Linked DNA regions of Sus scrofa: all the other regions are linked to region 1. Evidence: chromatin contacts called from public HiChIP or PLAC-seq data. All regions are on one chromosome and are shown on one strand. The core of a region is the stretch at or near the end of the contact, and the rest is flanking DNA. Distances in the headings are between cores, read along the strand shown.

What was found. HiChIP or PLAC-seq counts read pairs in DNA pulled down with a chosen protein or histone mark.
Region 2: an H3K27ac HiChIP or PLAC-seq map of skeletal muscle shows a contact between it and region 1, with 5 times the contacts expected there. The contact joins two enhancer-like sites. A contact is called at or near these places in 1 of 47 Hi-C or Micro-C datasets (embryonic fibroblasts) and 1 of 2 datasets of contacts at active chromatin or transcription factors (skeletal muscle).
Region 3: a contact with region 1 is called in an H3K27ac HiChIP or PLAC-seq map of skeletal muscle, with 5 times the contacts expected there. The contact joins two enhancer-like sites. A contact is called at or near these places in 2 of 47 Hi-C or Micro-C datasets (fetal heart ventricle and heart right ventricle) and 1 of 2 datasets of contacts at active chromatin or transcription factors (skeletal muscle).

Annotation. Positions count from the first base shown.
Region 1 is chr8:76,638,677-76,643,260 of Sscrofa11.1, forward strand. The region is part of intron 2 of FBXW7 (F-box/WD repeat-containing protein 7); the gene reads left to right. Among named protein-coding and RNA genes, the nearest start is that of FBXW7, 160 kb to the left of the region's middle. Within about 2 kb of position 2,610, at least 6 of the 83 cell types and tissues checked have an H3K27ac peak or open chromatin away from gene starts, as enhancers often do. A contact at or near this core is called in skeletal muscle, where this site is marked.
Region 2 is chr8:77,399,965-77,404,548 of Sscrofa11.1, forward strand. It overlaps FAM160A1 (protein FAM160A1), which reads right to left. Exons shown (of 14, transcript XM_021101513.1): 6 at 1,589-1,747. Among named protein-coding and RNA genes, the nearest start is that of GATB, 180 kb to the left of the region's middle. Within about 2 kb of position 2,182, at least 2 of the 83 cell types and tissues checked have an H3K27ac peak or open chromatin away from gene starts, as enhancers often do. A contact at or near this core is called in skeletal muscle, where this site is marked.
Region 3 is chr8:77,290,784-77,295,367 of Sscrofa11.1, forward strand. The region is part of intron 11 of GATB (glutamyl-tRNA(Gln) amidotransferase subunit B, mitochondrial); the gene reads left to right. Among named protein-coding and RNA genes, the nearest start is that of GATB, 71 kb to the left of the region's middle. Within about 2 kb of position 1,913, at least 6 of the 83 cell types and tissues checked have an H3K27ac peak or open chromatin away from gene starts, as enhancers often do. A contact at or near this core is called in skeletal muscle, where this site is marked.

The DNA of each region.
Region 1 (4,584 bases), core at 1,360-3,859:
AGTAAATGAGTGCTCACATATATCAGTGCTATTAGTATTTTAGTTCCCTTTTTTACCTCCCCCCCTTTTTCTCTCTCTACTAAAAGGGAAACATTTTATTAAATGAGTAGATTAACTCATAACACCTGAAAAAATATTTTTCCTCTTTAGTGACGAGAATCTTCTATTTGCTGGGACTTAAATAGCTTTTGTAAAAAAATATTTTCTAAGTACCTTCGTTCTTTTTGAATTGTTTCTACTATTCCAAACAGGTGGTGGCCATGTTGAGAAACTTTTTGAGTGAGTTTTAAATATGATGTCTACATTGAAAATAGAATATAAATATCTCCATCACCATCATATTTTCTTCTTTCCTATGTTTTCAAAGTGTTTCTTTTATTTTGTCTTTCACTTGGTCACTTTCATTTTAACTTCTGAATGAGGTCACCACTCTGATTTAAGCCTTTACACAGAGGCCTCTAAAAGTTTTAAAGTCATTAATAAACTAATTTATTATTTCATTATTTTTGCTAAAGAAAACACCAGTATAAGTTAATTTTCAAATTCAGGAAAAGAAGTGTGGGTTTTTTAAATTAAAGGGTTAAGGTATAAACAATCAAGATAATTTTTTTCTGTTGAATATTTCTAATAAACTTAAATACAGTGTATGGTAGATTATTTCATATGTACAATGTATTTTTTTCTATCTTTATCTTCTTTACAAGTACATGAAACCTAAAAGGCTTAGGAGCAGATTCTGTAAGAAAAATTGATAGAAAACTTAAAGGCTTTCCCTGAGGGCTTCCCAGGGTCGCCGTTCAGTTTGACTTTTCTAGGTTTTACTATTATGGTAAATTATAGCCTTGCATTTATAATAACAGACAAGGACTACATTTGAAAGATAAAATTCAGATTAGAATATTCGGGGGAAGATAGTTAAAAAATAAAATTAACACTTTTAGTTTTAGACTGCCTGGGTCTTAGACTGCCTGCCAGTAATTTTCTATTGCATAACTCATTGACTCTGACCACTAGACATATTAGAGGGTTGGCGTAATTACATTTTCTCCCCTCCTCTCTGCAGCTGGTTCCTTTAGGGAGCTTTAAATTGATTCACATGCTCCTTCTTATTTAATTTACCAACTTCCCTTGGTCATGTTAATGATAGACATTTTTTAATGTATTTTTTAAATCAAAGGTTTAAAAAAACCTTTTGGTATGATATGTAATTAATCATATTTTGTATCTAACATTCAGTGTCGTATATCTTTTACATTTAGATATGTTTAGCTTCTGTCAATTAAATTTTATAAAATGACAACAAAGTATATAGACTTCTCTATTTTGTAGGCTGTTTCTTTCCAAGTAGTGAGCTAATGTGTGATGATACCCCTTCAACAACTTGACATATCAGAAACTGAAAAACACGTCATTGCCCTCCATCCTTCTCAGATGTTAATCTATTTCATGTTTGCACAAGAAAATAATTTTTAAAATTGGGAAAAACTCTTTTTTTTTTTTTTTTGCTATTTCTTGGGCCGCTCCTGCGACATATGGAGGTTCCCAGGCTAGGGGTCTAATCGGAGCTGTGGCCGCCAGCCTACGCCAGAGCCACAGCAACGCAGGATCCGAGCCGCGTCTGCAACCTACACCACAGCTCACGGCAATGCCGGATCGCTAACCCACTGAACAAGGGCAGGGACCAAACCCGCAACCTCATGGTTCCTAGTCGGATTCGTTAACCACTGCACCACGACGGGAACTCCCGAAAAACTCTTTAAAATAGTTGTCATAACTATAGCTCTGGAAATGTTTTCAGGAAATTTATTTACCTTGCTATCTAATATAATATTAGTACTTGGTAGTCTAATTTAATATTATGTTAAAATAATGTGTAATGTTATGTTAAAAGTATCCAAAGATACTTTGGACTTAATACTAACAACACTAAAGAAATAGCAGTCCGGCCTGTAACCAGTAACCTTCAAGTGTTTTCAGTATTAAGGTCCTAATAGGGTGTGTAAGTCCTATAGGTAATTCTTGATACCAGAAATATTTGAGAATATTAGTTGACTGTATAACTTTTTATTCTAAAAGGAGTAATCATCCTTTAAAGGAAGAGAAAATTTGTATGAAAAACTTAGTCTATAAAATCACTGGAAATTTGGTTTATTTTTCTCTGAAATTGGAATGCCTAGTTATGGTAATAGTGTATTTCCTAAATCCTACGATACATTCTTCTTCTACATTTTAAACATATCTAAAATAGGAATAAATCTTGATGGAATTTTTTAGCTTATCTGGCAGCATTTTTTTCTAGTGATAAGAGAAATAATATCTTAAAACTAATAGCATGCTGAAAGAAAATTCACTTTAATGTTTCTATCTCATTTATTAACTTTTTATTTGGCGACTTTGAAGCATTTAGAATATTCTGGTAAAGTTATTCTTCAGGGTTGCCATTTTGGTAGAAATTTCCAAATGATAGGCAATCAGTGCTTTGTATAGAGATTTTAGATATCTGATTGACTCTGCTGGTTTACAGACAAACACGTTTTTAGAGTGCCTTATATATTCTTGGCCTTGAACCATGTACTGATTGTGTAACGTAAGCAGCAGCAGCAGCACAGCTGACTCAGAAAGTGGGGTCGAGCTGCTGGTCAGAGCGGCAGAGAGGCCGTGGGTACAGTGTGGTACAGGGCCCTGTTCACCTGAAACCCAGGAGCTCAGGCAGTGATGTTGAAAACAGTTTTGTAGTGATCACATTCCATATCAAGATCTGTTTAAAATACCGTATTTAAAATCATTTACTCTAAAGTGAAAGTAGAAATAAAATTAGATTATTTGTGACATTTGAGAAAATATTTGCATTAATACCACTCTTGTGTATTGTTATCATTGAGAGTTAGCTTAAATCAGGGGTCCACAAACTTTTTCTACAAAGGGCCCACAACTATTGTAGGCTTTGTGGACTAGATAGTCAGTTAAAACTACTCAGCTCTGACATTGTAGCATGAAAGCAGCTGTAGGCAATACTTAAATGAGTGGGTGAATGGACATGACTGCATTTTAATAAAACTTTATGTTATCAGTGAAATACAGGTTTTTATGATTATAGTAATACTATAGTAAATCTTGTGCATATGTCTTTTTGCTTGAATATGTTTCAGCTAATGGTAAATTAGAGACTGTTAGAGCCATAGCCTTCTATTTCTTTTAAAACCCCTCATTGTCTCTTCTAGTTGTTTTGTAGTTATGAGGAGAAAAATTTTTAATATATCTAATCACTGGAATTTTAACCTATTGCTTGTTAATTTCTCTTCTTAATTGATGTACAGTAGTAGTATAATAATGCTATTAATAATTTCTTTCACTTTAAAAAACACCTACTATATATTCTAGGCATTGTTCCACTGTTTTCTGTGTTTTAATTAATTCTTAAATGATTTAAATGCCTGTTAAGTGTTATAAGTTAGGTATTATTATATTCAGTCAGTAGAGGCTCAAACAGGTTACCTCTTCCCAGTTTTCTTGGTAAGTAGTAAAGCTGGTATTTAACCTCAGGACTCTCTTATGCTGTAGGTAGTAGCCTTTCTCTTTCTACTATATTTTGTGACCTTTGTGTGTTTTCTCCCTAAGAACTTTTTCAACTACTGTTACATTCATATTTCGGAGGGTAAGCCTGGGAACCCATCAGAGTTGACATTGTTTCTTTGACAAAATACATTCAAAGATTCAAATAATTGACTTACAGATAACTTTGGCACTATGGCACATTTATAAATTTGGGATTTTTTTTGTGTATAACTGCTTTTAAGAGGCTTCATTTGTGAAGTTATCCAACAGTTTATGACTCTTATTAAAATAATGAGACAGACTTCATTCAAGGGGACTGTCACATAGGGATAAGCACTACTCCAAGGGGGTTTTACAGCGGTGGAAATTAGATTGGGCTCATCAAAGAAAAGTGGGGATTTATAGCCAAGGAGCAGTGTGAGGGTCAGCGGGTGAAAAATCACTAAGAGGCAACATCAGGGGTGTAAAGGAGAGATTCCGGTGTAGCGAACTTAACCCAGTGGTCAGACAGCACTTGGGGGATGACGGAGGAAGGTGAACCCAGCAGGGAGCAAGCATGATCAGGGACTAAGGGCGAGGAATTCTGCTTAAATTGATTTAGCAGGATTCTTGCTAAACTTGGGTTCTTGAGAACATGCCCAAGGACATGGCCTAGTTGAAAGAGTTCAGAGGAGCCTGTCTAGAGTTTGGTCAGGGAGAGAATCTTTGTCATACCTCAGGGTCTGTATCAGGCAGGCAACATCTCAGAACAGGACGGCTGACACAGTCACCATCCTCCAACTGCAGGGCTGTGCCCTTTCCATCAGTTTGTTCAATTAGTACTGTCGACTATGATGACAAAAGTTAAAAGCAGCATTAGATCCCCCTTGGATTCAAGTTTTTCTTCATTGTTGAATTATTGATGACACTAATTTTAAAAACCTATATTCAGAGTTTTAATCTCATTCAGGCATAGTCTGATTTTGTTTTGTATGTATAGTCTTCAGATAGTGCAAGCTATACATAATTTTAATCTGTTACATTCCTTTG
Region 2 (4,584 bases), core at 932-3,431, 760 kb after region 1:
GACCTGAGCTGACAATTCAGATCCTTACCTGACAATGCCAGATTCTTAACCCACTGAGCCACCAGGGAACTCCCTAATATCTTTTATAATTACAACTGTTCCACAGTATCTCTGGGGAATTGATTCCAGCATGCTCCTGCCCTACCAGGATACCAAAACCTGCAGATATTCAAATCCCTTGTATGGTATTAGTATTTGCATATAATCCACACACATCCTCCCCTACAAGTAAATCATCTCTAACCTACTTAGAGTACCGAATAAAGATAAATCGTTGTAAATATAATGTACACGCTAGGTAAAGAGTTGTTGGCGCACAGCACATTCAAGTTTTGCCTTTTTGGATTTTCTGAATTTTTTTGGAAATATGTTCAGATCCTCTGTTGGGTGAATCCACAGATGTGGAACCTGAAAGTATAGAGGGCCGACTGGGATCATTTCGGGAGTACCAGCAAAGAAAAAAATCGTTAGGTATACTGGCCTCCATCTCAAAATATGACATGAAATATATCATTTCTCTATTCTTAAACAGGCCTGGTAGCGTCACTATTCTTTCTTTAAAAAAAAAAAAAACAATAGAGTCAAACAATAAAGTAAAAAGCAATTTCTAGGGAAGTGAGGCTCGATCATTAAATTACTGATAATCTCTCTTCTGTGCATACATTTGGGGAGAAACTAATAGTTCCACCGTTTTTATTTCCACACATTTCTGCAAAGAAAACGTTGATAAACTATAATATTAAAGGAAAAAATAACTTAAGATGTAATCCATTTATCTTATACATAAATAATATTTCCTTTGACTTAGTAATAAAAATGAGATGGGAACGAAAGTAATTTACTTGCATTTTCTTCCAGAAGCCATTTCTTTACTTGGTAGATAAACAGATTATAACTAACATTTTTCACCTTACAATTACCATAAGGAAAATTTGATTTCCTAATAAATCCAACATTAAGGTAATGTCTGTGCTATACAGAAATACAACATTTTTTTTATGAAAACCGACTACGCCCTTAAGTATATATAAAATCTGGTTTTTATTGAAAATAGTAACAAGAAATCTGAAGGTAAAAATCTAATCAAGAAGCTAAGTATACTAGGGTTCAGTGGTTGTTTTTTCCCTGAAGCCGGCCAATTTCAAAGCAAATTTAATTTGTGTTGCTAAGAAGATGCTTAACTTCTTCTAAATTCAATTGGGATAACAATATTCTTTATGTAGTATGCACCATTAAGCAAAATAAAGTGTTTTTCCTTTTCCTTCCCAAGAAGACCTTGACGTGAAAGTGGTGTCATTGGGAGTACTTAGAAGCCTAAAAATATCTATTTAATGAGTCAGGCATTAAATTTATTTTTGGTGGCTAAGTGGATAATCAAAACAGAAATAACACTTTTTCTAAGGAAGATACAGAAAATCTACTCATTTTTTCCTCCATTAAAACTTCTCAGAAAACGATAAACTAACATTTTTACTCATTCAAGGACATTCAGTATGCTTAAAGCATCAGTATTTCATAAACATTTATTAAAACAAGAGAAGAAGTGTTTATAAAGGAATCCCTCACAACGTGTCGGCACCGAGCTGACCTGGATGACGGCGTTGCAGAACTCCAGCGAGTTCATGAACTGGACCAGGGGCGGGAGCAGGAGCCAGTCGTCCTTGAGAAGGCAGTGCCACTCCTCGCCTTTCTCTTCCAGCTTCGTCGGCAGGGAAGAGTAGAGGCCACTGAGCCCGGTCGCCAGCACCTGGGTCCAGAAACACAAATGGGATAAGCTCTTTCCCCAAGGTCTTACGCGGCAACCAACAGCTCCCAGAAAATGCGACCGCCGCCGCTGGTCCAAAGACCATACTTTAGTTGGGGGGGTCTCCTAGAAACAGAGGACACCGGCTGGCTGGGAAGGACCACTCCAGCAGAGGGGCAGGGCACACACGTCATGGGCAAACACACCTGCGGAGGCCACAGGTTGTTTCTTTCTCCTGTGCCAGACCCACGCAGGGCCGGGGGTGGGGGGCGGCGGGGGGCGGGGGGACCGCAAGATGAAGAAACCCGGATTCTGGCCCCCAAGGTGCTCAGGAGAGGGGCAAGCTCATAAGCGATGGGCTATATTATAGAACGCTGAGGGCAGATACAGAGGGGGGCCCCGGCCCCTGGCCGCGGCCAGGACAGAAGATCTCACCTAAGACCCAGGAGCAGCTTTATGAGAAGGATTCCCACAGACCTGTCAGAGCTGGTGGCGGACACGTGCATGTTTACACTTTAGCAAAGCGCTTTCATCTCATCTCCACAAAGCACAGAAAGAAGAAACTGGCGGTCACGGGTCAGGTAGATGTGACAACACTTCAAAGAGAGCTAAAGTGGGTCTAAACTGAAGCCTCAGCAGCAGGAAAAAGAATGGAGAAAAGTGAGTATCACATGTGGAGTGGGTGTGAGGGCGTTCTCACTACAGCATCCATCATGCCAGCAATCCAGGCATTAAGCCAAGGCTCTCAAGGTTCATCTCCTCCCTCAGTGCTCCGTCCCTAAATGACACCCACAGCGTTTGGGCTCAGTAACTGAGGGTGAGTGAGGACGCCAAATTGTCACACTATCCAGCTTGGTCATTAAGAAACAGGGATGCCTTTCTGTGGAAAGGTTCATTTGTGCCAAACCAGCTATAATGAAAAATAAAATCATTAATAAAAAAAATTTTTGAAAAGAAATAGGGATGCCTTAAATCAAGAGAGAACTGTAGAAAAGGAACACACACAGACGGAGTGCCTCTTGGTTTTCCCTGGTGGAAGTGAAGTGCATTTCTGGAGTGAAGAACCAGAGGTGGGCGGAGCAGGAGGGCGCACAGGAGTCAGATCCTGCAGGGTTCTGCAGGACAGATGAAGAGCTAGAGGGGCAGCCCAGGGGCCGGATGTGTGGGTCCGAAGCTGAGGAGAGGGATCCGGGTTAGAGACAGAGGTCTGGAGCCATCACATGTAGATGGTACCTGAAGCCATACAGACCAGAGGGAGTGGGGAGGGAGGATTAGTCAGATGAGCCATGAGAGAATAATCCGTAGTGCCTGGCACCAGATACAGAAAGTCAGAAGGATGCATGGGAGTTCCCGACATGGTTCAGTGGTGGTTGACACCAAATCAAACCTCATTTTAAAGGGGACTTTGAGAGTTCCCACCGTGGCTCAGGGGAAACGAATCCAATTAGTATCCACGAGGACGCACATTCAATCCCCAGCCTTGCTCAGTGGGTTAGGGCTCTGCTGTTGCCATGAGCTGTGGTGTAGGTCACAGATGCAGCTCAGAATCCCCGTTTCTGTGGCTGTGGTGTAGGCCAGTGGCTAGAGCTCCAATTTGACCTCTAGCCTGGGAACCTCCATATGCCTTGGGGGTCAGCCCTAAAAAAGACAAAAGAGACAAAAATTAAATAAATAAAAGGACGTGTGGATCCAGTATGCTGAACCTGGAAGAGTCACCTAGAAACCCTGCCTTGCTCCCAACCACACCCTCCAATTCCCTCCGTGTAGCAACTGTCTGCCTTGCCTTTATTACTTTATCAGCTGTCTCCTCCATCTCGCCCAGCCTGACCTGTTCACCCCCTGTCCAATCAGAAGCCAGCAGCTCTTCCCAGGAGTTCCCATCCCGCCAGCGGCAAAGGACAGGCTTGGGGCTTGAGCACCTGAGGCCTCAGTGCAGAGGAGCAGGAGGGAGACAGGGTAGGGGTAGGGGTATGGACTAGGAGCCCACAGCAGAGGCTGAGGGCAGTGAGATAAAGAGATGAGACCTTTCAATACTGGAAAAATCAAAAGATTAGATACATTTCTCTCTCTCTCTCTTTTTTTTTTTTTTTTTTTTTTGCCTTTTAGGGCCACACCCGAGGCATATGGAGGTTCCCAGGCTAGGGCGTCTAATCAGAGCTACACCACAGCCACAGCAATGCAGGATCTGAGCCTCAGCTGCCACCTACACCACAGTGCACGGCAACGCCAGATCCTTAACCCACTGAGCGAGGCCAGGGATCAAACCCGCAACCTCGTGGTTCCTAGTCAGATTTGTTTCTGCTGTACCACAATGAGAACTCCACTGTTCTCTTTCCCAGTGGCCTTTATTATTCCTTCATTCATTGACTCATTAAAAAAAAAAAAATCACTGAGCACCTCCAGGACAGGTACTGTGTTAAGTACAGGATGTACAAAAGGAAACAGTGTAGTGAGCTTATCTCTTTTTCAAAATAAGGGTATCTGTGGTCCCAAAGGAAAATGTCCCCTATTTAAAGCATTTAACTCCTTGTCTTCACATCCAAACAAATCATTTTAATTCCAGTTTTGAATGTGACCCCGGTGAGTTGCCTGTTATAATTAGAAACCTCTGGCAGAAAGAACAGAGACCAAAAGTTCTCCTTGAAGGGAAATCTAAACTTGATGCCACATTTTTAAAATCAATTACATTCGCTAATTCATGCTAAATTAACCACAGAACAAAGGCTTTAATTCTGCATACTACCGATTCCTTAACCACTTTGAGGCTTTGAAGATGAATTCATAAAGACAGGCTTAATTTGCCTGCCTAAAAAGCTGGGAATAACTATTCAGTATATCAA
Region 3 (4,584 bases), core at 663-3,162, 650 kb after region 1:
GGGACAGAGCACAGGTGAAATTGTCGGGACCAGAGATTTGCTCAGATTTTAGGGGCTCCGAGCCCTCTCACCCAGAGGTGGAAGTTTTCAGGAGAAAAACAGAACTATAGACCCTTGTAATCACGTCATCCCTGAGTCAGACTAGAAAGCTTACCCTTGGTGTTTGGGGTCCATTTCAGCGCTTCTGCAGATGCCCAGGATGGATCTAGATTCTGGCTCCTCCTGACACCCTTTCCCCTGCCGGCCTCACACCAGCAATTAACCACTTTTTGTCTTTCCCCACTGATGATGTCTCTGAGTGAGCCCTTTATTTATTTATTTATTTTAAATTTTTGCTCATTCACAGAAGGATTTCCACAGCCACTCCTTGTTTCTGTGAAAAGCAGAGAGTGGCCCTTTTCACATCATAGACCCAAACCCCGGCCCCATTGAGTGTTCCTTCCCGTGGCCGGACCTTGAGCTTTCTGCCCTAGGACCACCACTGTCTCCCTCAGCCCCCTTGTCTAATTTCCATTTCCACCCCATCAATGTATTTTCAGGGCCGTCTTTTCCAAAGCTGTTGCATCTGCATTCTGTTTTTCTCACTTTGTAAGAATGATTTGTTTGTTAGTTTGTTTTTATTAGGGCTGTACCTATGGCATATGGAGGTTCCAGGCTAGGGGTCTAATCGACGCTATAGCTGCTGGCCTACACCACAGCTCACGGCAATGCCAGATCCTTAACCCACTGACCGAGGCCTGGGATTGAACCTGCGTCGTCATGGATGCTAGTCAGATTTGTTTCCACTGTGCCATGATGGGAACTCCTGTAAGAATGACGAAACTCACAGGAGTGAGGGGCAACCACAGAGCCACCATCGATAACACAGATGCAGGGCCCATTTACTGGCTGCTGGGTGTTGGAGCTGCTGTCGTTCTGTCACAGATGCAGTCGCCTGAACTGTCACCTGCTGCCACCCACAGCATGACCTGCCCGGTTAGGCAGTTACCTACATCACAGAAGTCGGGGTATGATGAAATGCAGTGTGCTTGGTACCAGAGTTCTGTGAGTGATGCTGAGGCTTGTTCTGTAGTGTCAGGGGTGCCGCAGGTTGGACAGCGTCCTGGTGCAGGCTTGCCCCCTAACTTCACTGTGACAGGATGCAGGAGAGAGGTCAGGGCCTGTCCCCAAAAGCTCTGGGCTCAGGAGGGGGGTTGCCACCATCACTCGACACCCGCCCACCCTGGTCTGGGAACGGGTGTAAGGGCCACGTGGTACAGGCGTATCTTGGCAGTGGCAGAACTTGAATTTGGTGTTTTCTCCTCCTAATTTCTAAGCTAATTGCTGAGGGCCTTGGCAGCATTTGTCATATGTTAAGAAACTTTGAACGGCTGGCAGCTTTCAAATAAAATTGGAAGTGTGAGCAGGCGCATTCTTTTGATGGGCTGGTCACTTCGCGTCATGCCCTTGGGGGCTCAGCTTTGGTCCCCAGGACGGAGGGGATGTGACTGTCCTTCGTCAGAGGCAGCGGGACACGGAGCAGAAGAGCACAGGCTGCAGAGGTCAGGTCCCGGCTCTACTGCCTTCTAGGTGGGTGACCTCAAGCAAGTCAGGGTTCAGTGTCCTCATCTGAACGAGCGAATTCGCAGGTCTGTAGCCCCAGAGTCAGCGTGGAGATTAGGTGAGTTAATGCAGAGAGAGCCCTGGGCGGTGCCGGCATCTGCTGTTACTGCTGTTGGAACTATTATTATCATTAGCTGCAGTGGCAGCCCCCACGGGCTGATCTCCATGTGGCAGGTGTTCAGGCAATAAAGCCAGGGTCCCCATGGCCACCGGGTCCCTGCCTGCCACATAACCAGCTATTCCCTAGCGTGTGCTCTGTGGCCTTTTTCTTCTGAGTCTGCCACCAGGCAGCTGTCTCTATCGGGTTTCATTCTTCCTGTAAATATAGCCCAGCCTCGTTCTGCCATCCCTCCTGTTCCCAGGGCATGTGACTCGGGACAGGAACGGCACTTGAGAAAACAGCCCTGCCTTCCGGCATTTTGTCATCTCTGCAGATAGAATGGAGAAGTCAGCTTGGGGGCATCTCGCAGCGGGCTCCTCCCCAGAGCAGCAGGGAAGGCAAGGTGACCCCTGTGGCCACAACCCCGGCAGTGACCAGCTGATAGACCCAGGGAGCTGGAGGGTTCCTGTCAGCCTCTGAGAGGCGGGCCCAACACTGGCTCTGGGTGCTATGGAATGCTTTGGGAAATTTGGTTGAAATGAGAAAAGGATGCTTCCAATTGCAGAGCTGTGGAGAGTGTATGGTATTAGACAGTTGGCCAGGCCGTCTGGCTCTTCTGAAGGAACAGTTTAAGTTACACGTGGCCGGGAGGCTTGACGCCCTGTGTAGCTGAGGTTCAGCTCTGTCGGATGTGGGCTAGATTAGAGCTGGCCCGCTGCCTTTGAGAAGGATGTTGAGGGTCCCTCGGGCCGTGGCCTTCCTGTGTTGCTCTTAATGTGATTTTCATGTAAGGGGATCACTGGTCCACTGTTTGCCTGAGAAAACCAGATGGCTGCAACTGCCACGTGCACGGAGATCTCTCAGATGTGTGCCAAGCTTAGTAGCATTTGCTGATCTCACAGAAAAACAAAGAAGGCCTGGCCTAGAATGCTGTGTCGTGGTTGTTTTTTTCCCTGAAAAGTGGGCCTCTGATGTGAAGAGCCCAAGTGGGCAGCCCACGTGTGGCCTTCCATTGATCCATCACTGTCCAGGTGGCAGCTCAGCTTCGTGCAGCCCCACCACCCACAACTCACCCAGTCAGGATAGCAGACATCCCTGGCCACTGCAGATTGTGTACTGAAGCCACGAATCCCCCAGTGAAGCCCGGCTCCTGCCTGGAGAGGCTCATCACAGCACTGCCACGAAAAGACAAACAGAAATCTGACCTGCCATGTTATCCATCCAATAAAAAAACCACCCAAGGGTAGAGGAATAGATATTTATCACGTCTCAGCAACTCAGCCAAGCCTGCGAGTTCAAGCGCAATATTTCTAGGTGGATTTAGAAAACCTTTCCTTGGCAAAGCAGAGTCCTCCTCCTGACAGCTCTGTTCACCAGTGGGCCAGCCTGTCTGCGTGAGAACAAAGGGAATCCTGCCTGTCTGATTCGGGCCAGATAGCGGTTTTCTCCCTCTCCAGCGGTTTGTGGGCCATTGTGCAAGTTCGAATACTTTTCCATAAGTTAAGCAGAACTTTGTCTTCATGTTTCGCCTTTATCTATAGTCAGGCTTTGGCTGCTGAGTTGGCCTTTGCCCTGGTTTAGCATTTGTGGAATAATAGCATTGGCTTGAAAAGAGATTCAAGAGATAATTATGGGATTATTCAGTAGGCTTGTCACCAGAGAAGGCATCTGCTATAAAGGAAAGGTAGATTTTTTTTTTTGTAATTGTTATTATGGAATTTCTACTTCAGCAGCTGTGAGCCTATGTGTATTTACAGCGTCTGCAATAGAGAAACATCAAGAGCACTCTTGTCAGTATGTCTTGCTTCTTCTTAGTATCATATTTTTCCAGAATGTACTTTTGGTTAAGGAAGGTCCTCTGAAAGAGGTGAGGGTGCACTATAAAGCTAAAAGGGAATATGTCAAGAACAGTGCAGTTCGATTTGAATTTCAGCAGATGGGGGTTGTTTACGACATAGAATGTGTTCCCTCTGCGTTTGGAAACTTCAGCCTCCCAGAAGTGAGGGGACATGTTTTTATTTTCCTCATTGAAAAACACGGGATGGACTTAGCCAGATGTCTTGGTTTTGTCAAATCCACCTGAGTGGGCAGTTAGCCACTGTGTATAACTTGATAAGTGCTTTTCATCACTCTTGTGCATAACCATGGCAGTTCCAGTATTTAGAGGTGAACCTGGTATGATAAAAGACGAGCATTCACGCGTGATTTCAAAAAAAAGAAAAAAAAAAATCATGGGCAACATTGATTCCATCCACCAACCCACTGGGGCTAGCCAGGCAGCCGCCGCAACCCAGACCTGACGTAGCTCAACCCTCAGGGCAGTGTGGCCCCTGCGTCACGGAGCTTATGGTCCAGAGGGTGACGGGGGGGATAGTAGCAGTCTCTTCAAACACATCTCCCTGATGAGCCAGCAGGGCGGGTGGTTTTCATGGAGCAGGATGGGAGCCAGGGTCAGCCGGCCCCTGGGCTCGGAGGCTTGGCAGCTCCCTTCTGCCAGCTGCGTGGTCTAAGTGGGCCATGTGCCCCTGTTCCTCCTCATTTTGAAAAGACATGAAAAGCACTTCTCTTACCTCTGGGAATGATGCAAGGATAAATGCACTTACGATCCACTTTTGATTTTTCACAGAAGTAGACCGTTTGTTCCTTCTTGACTTCTCTCTGTTCTTGCCTTCTTCTCTTCCTCCTTCTTCCTCTTCCTCTTCTTCCTTCTCCTCTTCTACTTCCTCCTCTTCGTCCTCTTCTTCCTGAGCAAGTTCCTGGGACAGGGATTGAACCTGCACCACCACAGCAGCAACCTGAGCCACTGCAGTAATAAGACCAGATCCTTAACCTGATGCAACCCCAGAAACTCCTTCTTGCCTTCTTATTCTGGCAATTCTAGG